Linked DNA regions of Mus musculus: region 1 is linked to region 2. A link is a contact called in public promoter capture Hi-C data. All regions are on one chromosome and are shown on one strand. Each heading gives the region's core, a stretch centred on a gene start, on an enhancer-like site or on the middle of the called end of the contact. The rest is flanking DNA. Distances are from core to core; before and after follow the strand shown. Region 1 holds the start of Depdc1b (DEP domain containing 1B). Region 2 holds the start of Smim15 (small integral membrane protein 15).

Region 1 (3,181 bases), core at 387-2,886, 270 kb before region 2:
CTCTTAAAATAAATGGGACCATTCTGGGGGTTCTGTGGATTACACAACGAGGTCTCCTAGCCTCTTCACAGGCACCTTAGCCATGTGGCTTTTACCACCTCTCCATGCTAAAACGTAGAAAAGGGGCCTTCAAGGTGGCTCAGTGGGTAAAGATCCTTGCCACACAAGGCTGGCAACCTGAAAATGCTTTCTTTTTAATAAAAATGAATGTCTAGATTATAGACTCAGCCATTTCATTTGCTTTGGCCAATGATGTGTGAACAAAATGTCATGATACCATGAGCCCACTTTATGAAGAATCTGAGCAAACCTGTCAAAACTTGGTTCAACCAACACTGAAGACCAGGGTACCACGTGACACCACCCAGTGCCAGTCAAATCACCAGATAGTGACACATGAATGATTTCCATTGGAAGAACCGCTGACATGAGTCCAGCCCAGACCAATGACCCTATGCAAATATGTGTTGTTTTCAGCCAAATGAAACAAGACCACAGACCCTAAAATCTTAGGGGAAACTTTACATGTGCCATGTGATCTTTTGTGTGAAGATTCATAATCTTTATTTGATTCTCCACGCGTCCCATAAGTCTAATAAAACAAAGGTCTAGCAGCCTGAAACCTAACTTCCCATCTGTAGAAGGTGGCTTGACTCCGCAGAACACAGACTACCTGGCTCTGGAAAGAAAGAAAACTACATCTCTAGCATATGAGTCTAAAACATGAGTTTGGATATTCATCCCCACCTTTTCCAGAGTAGAGAGCAGGTGAGACTTTATTGCAAGGCAATGCAGCTATGAGTCTTCACAGACAAAACTCAAAGTCCTCTAAAACCTTCTGTCTATTCCATTGTCCTAATCCGTTTGAGGGAGAAGTCAGTAAAAGTACTTCCTCCTAGAAATAAGTTTCTGAGTGGCAAAACTTGTTTCCACAAGAAAGACCCTTACCCTGGTGCATCAGCAAAGCTTTTAGATCACCTATCAGAGCTGATCCGCTACTTGAAGTAGGTGCTGACAACTGAAACTCCGGGGGCAGGAACCTTAGAGGGGCAATCCACCTCCGTGCAGTGCACCGTTACAAAGAACACTTGTCAAGTGTCAACAGTGTCACTCAGGAAGGAGTCACGCCCTGCCTGGAGCACCGCAGTCCGCAAGAGCTACCCCCATAGGTGGTCCTATGGCTCCACCCACGGTCGATCTTGCCCTGGAAGCTAGAGTAGGTCCCTAGGACAAAGGGGAACGCGATCGCCTGAGGTTCGGTTCCCCGTTAAGGCTGAAGGCGCCGTCCAAAGCCGAGCATCCAACTACCGGCGGCAGAAGTAGTTCATGCCACCTTGGTAGGGCTGACTCCGGGCCTCGTCTGCCCGCTGTGGGACAGAGTGTGCAGCAGCGACCGGAGCAGGCACACGACCACCAGCACCGGCAACCCCCGAGCGACTGCACACTGCCCGAGTCTTGGCGGTGACAGCGGCGCGGGGTCGGCTCGGCCCCACTCTCACTCACCAGCCTGGTGGCCCGGTACGGCCCGGGTCCCACTACGCGGTGCTCCATTGCCAACGCGCAGCAGTCGCGGGGCAACGCCGGCGGGGACTCCAGACGGAGCTCGCCGCGCCGCAGTTTGAATCACAAGCCCGGAGCTTCGGGGCGCTGATTGGACGTTGCGAGGGCACGTGACAGGAACTGTGTGGTGGGCGGGGCTGTTTGTGTCCTGGATTTCACTACCCGGGGTTGCGCCTCCAGCACCTAGGAGGAAAGAACACTTTCTCCTCGCCAATGGGCGCTCGGATGCTTGCGGACATGACTGATCGCGCCGCGTACCGCCGGCACACAGTGGATGGCGCTGCCCAAAACCTACCGGGACTGTCCCTGCCGCGAGTCCACTCGGAACACCAGCTCTGCAGCCTCGGAGCCCAGTGAGCCAAACCTAGCTGGAACCCGATAGATAATTCCTGTCAGCACCCAGGGCAGAGAATCCGGAGGTTAGCAAAGAGGAAGAAGTGGGTGGTGAAAGGAAGCGAGTTGACTTGACAGCTGTCCAAGGGGAAGGACATTTCTAAAGCAGATAAAGGCAACCTGCCATAAGGAGTGTAGAAAGAGCGATAAGGAGAGGCATGGTCAGCGTCTGCTGTGTTCCCTTGATAAATAAAGTACAGTAATCTTTCTCCTCCTTGAACTTAGGTTTTGTATTTAGGAATCTGACAGAAATTGTCAGTCCTTTGTGGGGTTGATGAATTCGTCTTCTCTGCACTGAATCACCTACACATCTCCTGCCCGTGGGAATTGCTGGTCCAACTTGCAACTGTTGAAAGAGACAAATGACTTCACTTTATACTATATGCCTTTAGCTCGGTGACAATGAATCTATGTCTGGACTCCTCCGTGAAGACTGCTGAACAACTCCACCTTGATCATAGAAGGTGATAGGCAATAGACATATTAGACAGTGATTAATTCAATAGCTAGTGATTAATTCAGACCCTCAAAACTGGTGAAAGTCCTGAGAATAAATAGGGCTGAGCATGGGACACTGGTATGAACACCCGTAAGATGCTGTCTTCCGAACATAATATGGTTGACCTGGCTGTTCATTCATGAATTCACAGCAAGACCTACACACGATGGAGCCTGTCAATCAATATTCTAGCATACCAGGGCAGGAAGGGCGTATGAGCCAGTAGTGAGGAGATTATTGGAAATGAATGGCTGCTGAGAGATGCCATCTATTTTCTTCCAGTAAAGAGCCTAACACCCATGCTCATGTTTGGAACCCTAATTAAACTCAGTGAGTCACTGTCTTAATCAGGGTTTCTATTCCTGCACAAACATCATGACCAAGAAGCAAGTTGGGGAGGAAAAGGTTTATTCAGCTTACACTTCCATACTGCTGTTCATCACCAGGGAAGTCAGGACTGGAACTCAAGCAGGTCAGAAAACAGGAGCTGATGCAGAGGCCATGGAGGGATGTTCTTTACTGGCTTGCTTCCCCTGGCTTGCTCAGCCTGCTCTCTTATAGAACCAAGACTACAAGCCCAGAGATGATCCCACCCACAAGGGACCCCTTGATCACTAATTGAGAGAGTGCCTTACAAATGTATCTCATGGAGGCATTTCCTCAACTGAAGCTCCTTTCTCTGTGATAACTCCAGCCTGTGTCAAGTTGACACAAAACTAGCCAGTACAG
Region 2 (3,112 bases), core at 493-2,992:
ATTTGAAAGTGATGTCAAAGTGATGAATCAGAGAAAGATTTGATACAGGATATGCCCAGCCCTCAAAAGAGGAAAGAGGAAAAAGAGGCTAGTTAAGAGAGCAGCACAGAGAAAGAAGAAAGGAGAAGGCAGTTTTACCAGGAGAGTTTTACAGAGACAGGCTGGAGAGAGAGAACAAGCTAGACACAGGTGAAGACAATGAGCCAGAGGATGAGAAGCCAGAAGAGCAGAACACATTGCTAGAGTCTGAGGTCAAGCAGAGCAATTCAGAAGAGGAGAAAGAGAAGCCAGATTGAATCAGTCAACTTGGCGAGGAGTTTGAGCTAGAACAGCTAGCTGAGTAAGTGAGTTAGCCAGCACACAGGAAGAACAAGAAAGGATGCGCTTTTCAGCAATAAGTCTCAGAAGCTGAAAACACTCTAGGCCTAGATAAGATTGTGTGGAGGCTAGAAGCTTCCGGGACTAGGCCTGGGTTAGCAGACTGAGCAGTAAGCCTCAAAGATGACAATTACAACAGGAGAATAAAAGATACCTTTACAGTAAGATTAGAAATGGAAAAAAAAAAAAAAAAAAAAAAAAAACCTCTAAATTCTCCTCTAAACACAAACAAGTAAAAACATCTTTCTATAATAGTATAGCCTCTTAACACCTATTTCTCCCTAAATTACAACTGCAAATGTCCCAAAATAAGAGTTCTAATTCGTAGAAGCCAAGTATTCTACGTAAATTATTTGAGTACTAAAGTTTTGTCTGAATAATAATGACTTTCACTAACATAAAAAAAATCAAGCTGGCTGGCTGACATGTTACAGGTACCATACCCATAAAGATTTTTAATCTTTGCGTCTACTGTTGGGGATCCAACCCAAAGCCTAGTAGAGCACAGTAGACAGATGCTCCACCGCTGACCAACCAAGAATTTAAACTGCTTGTACTTAAGAATCCTCATTTATTCGTTGGATTGGGTACATCGTTACAAAGTCAAACACTATGCTTTGCTCTTTAAAGGTTTTGTGGTCTGTAGTTCAATTAATGTACCTTACAAGAAAATAAAGAATTACCAAAATAATTATGGTACCCACAACCCGTCACATCAAGAAAACTATCACTGGATTTAACTTCCATGTCCCCATGCTATCTCCGTATTTGTATCAGAAACCATGCCCCTACTTTCAGCACATTAAACTTTCTGGAGACGTTAACCATCCAGTCCCTTGTCGCTACGCCCTCGCCCAGTTGTAACCAGTTTGCAGGAAGGTCCAAGAAAGATCGATCTTTCTCGAGTCCAGTAACGAACTAAATACAAGTCTGCGAAATCCGCCCAACTTTGCAAATAAGACTAGCGCGACTTGATGACTAGGCTATGGCAAAGTTACGGTCCACAGGCCACACATCTCGAGAGCACCTCAGTCTCGCACCAAAACATCCTCGCCTTACTTTCAGGCACATTCCTTCACCTCACAAAGCCTAGGGGACCCGGAGCTGCACCAGGCGTCTCTAGACTTACAGCTTCTCTCCTAACTTTCCCCGCTTAGCATTCTCCTTGCCCCGGGCCATGTCCACGGCCATCAGTCGGCCTCACCGGCTAAGGACGCCGCCCCGCCGAGCGAAGCCGGGCAGGACCCGCGGTCAGGAGCTCAGAGAGCCGGGAGAGCCCGGCCACACGCTCAGCTTAGGCTACAGCAAGCCACCGCAGCCCTAGGGGATCCCCGCTCCCATTCCCACTCACCGCCAGGCAGGAAAGTGGAAAGCGGAAGCCGCTCCGCTCAGGTCCCGCCCGAAGGCGGGGCGGGGCGGGGCGGGATGAGGAAGTGGCGGGCGGGTTTCCGGCGGCGCAATGTCTAGAGCCATAGCGGGAGGGCGGGGAGGGGCGGCGCGGCGAGGCGAGGCGAGGCGCGGAGGCTTCGTGTCCGCGGTCGGGGATGCTGCCGCGCGCCGCTTCGTGTGCGCTGCAGGTGGGGCATCGTGGCCTCGCGTCCTGCGTGGGACGCCGGCGAGGAGACGGAGTGGGTGAGGAGTTCGTCCAGGGGACTCTCAGCCCAGAGAGCCGCAGCTAGACACGAGGGGGACCCCGCAGTCTCCTTAGAGCCTTCTCGAGGCCGTGGAAGGACTGGCGTGTTCCCTAACTCGCCCCTCACTCATGCTGTAGAGTTGAACAATAGTTAAATATTTAAAGATTTGGCCAAGCAGCAGCCCGGCTGGGATGTGTCCAGTGAACCTTGGTAGCAGGGGGAAATGCTGCCACGCTGTGGGAAAGAGGTTCCGTTGTTTGTTTTTCATTTAAGAGCCTAACTTACTTCACAAAGGAATGGTCGATACTTGCCCCAAAGTAAACTGTCAATAATTAAACTGTCAGGGCATAGAGATCGCAATACATAAATAAAGGACTTCAAAAAGTCAACAAGCAGAAAGGGGTGCGTTAAATGGGTCTCCTAATCTACAGGGACGGAAAGATTAGCTCTGGTTTGGTTGGTGCTCAAATTTTGTGATTGCTTGCCTGAACTACTTGCTCTGTTTGACTGCCTCTGGCGAATGTTGCAAGACCTCCTCGCTGTTGTGTGCCAAATAAAGCAAGTTTTTATTCCTGAGAGACTGTGAGCGTTCCCTTTGAGGAGCAAGCCGAGACATGTATGAGTAGTTAGAGTATAACAACAGTAACCATTATTTACCAAGGAGCAGACTTTGGCAGCTAATCTAAGGATCTAAAATACTGCTACCCGGGTATATGCTAATGGCTGCATATTGTAATGGCAGCCGTGGTTTTCTTATTCTTGTGTGAAAGCCTGAAGGATTGCTTAAAACCTGTACAAACAAGCGTACCCATAACCGGCTTGTATCCATAACCGGCTTGTATCCGTGACATGTTCACTTCAGTAGATGGTTCCTCACAAGTTCTGCCTCCCAGTGTGTTGCTCTGTTTTATCTCTAAAGGACCCAGGGTCCCCGCAAGTCTTGGGAATAAAAGGAAGCAGTACCGTAAGGAAGGAACTGAGGAGGGGGTGCACCAGCCTAATCGTGCACAGTACACACACTTACAACGGAGAGAAAGAAAGCAGCAAGCTTCTTTGGCTATTGGAGACCTAGCCTTCACACTCAGATTTTAGGGCTCTCT

What was found. Capture Hi-C pulls out chosen DNA fragments and counts their contacts.
Region 1: a contact with region 2 is called in a promoter capture Hi-C map of adipose tissue. The contact joins the promoter of Depdc1b here to the promoter of Smim15 in region 2. A contact is called at or near these places in 2 of 39 promoter capture datasets (liver and pre-B cells), 9 of 484 Hi-C or Micro-C datasets (CD4 T cells, the G1E-ER4 cell line, Sertoli cells and 6 more), 2 of 115 datasets of contacts at active chromatin or transcription factors (memory CD8 T cells and pancreatic cancer cells) and 4 of 9 other capture datasets (adipose tissue, embryonic stem cells, liver and 1 more).

Annotation. Positions count from the first base shown.
Region 1 is chr13:108,314,792-108,317,972 of GRCm38.p6, reverse strand. It overlaps Depdc1b (DEP domain containing 1B), which reads right to left and starts at 1,636. Exons shown (of 11, transcript NM_178683.4): 1 at 1,504-1,636. The coding sequence starts at 1,551.
Region 2 is chr13:108,043,104-108,046,215 of GRCm38.p6, reverse strand. Smim15 (small integral membrane protein 15) reads right to left here and starts at 1,742. Exons shown (of 3, transcript NM_001048250.2): 1 at 1,730-1,742. Gm41055 (a long non-coding RNA gene) reads left to right here and starts at 1,745. Exons shown (of 5, transcript XR_003950673.1): 1 at 1,745-2,010.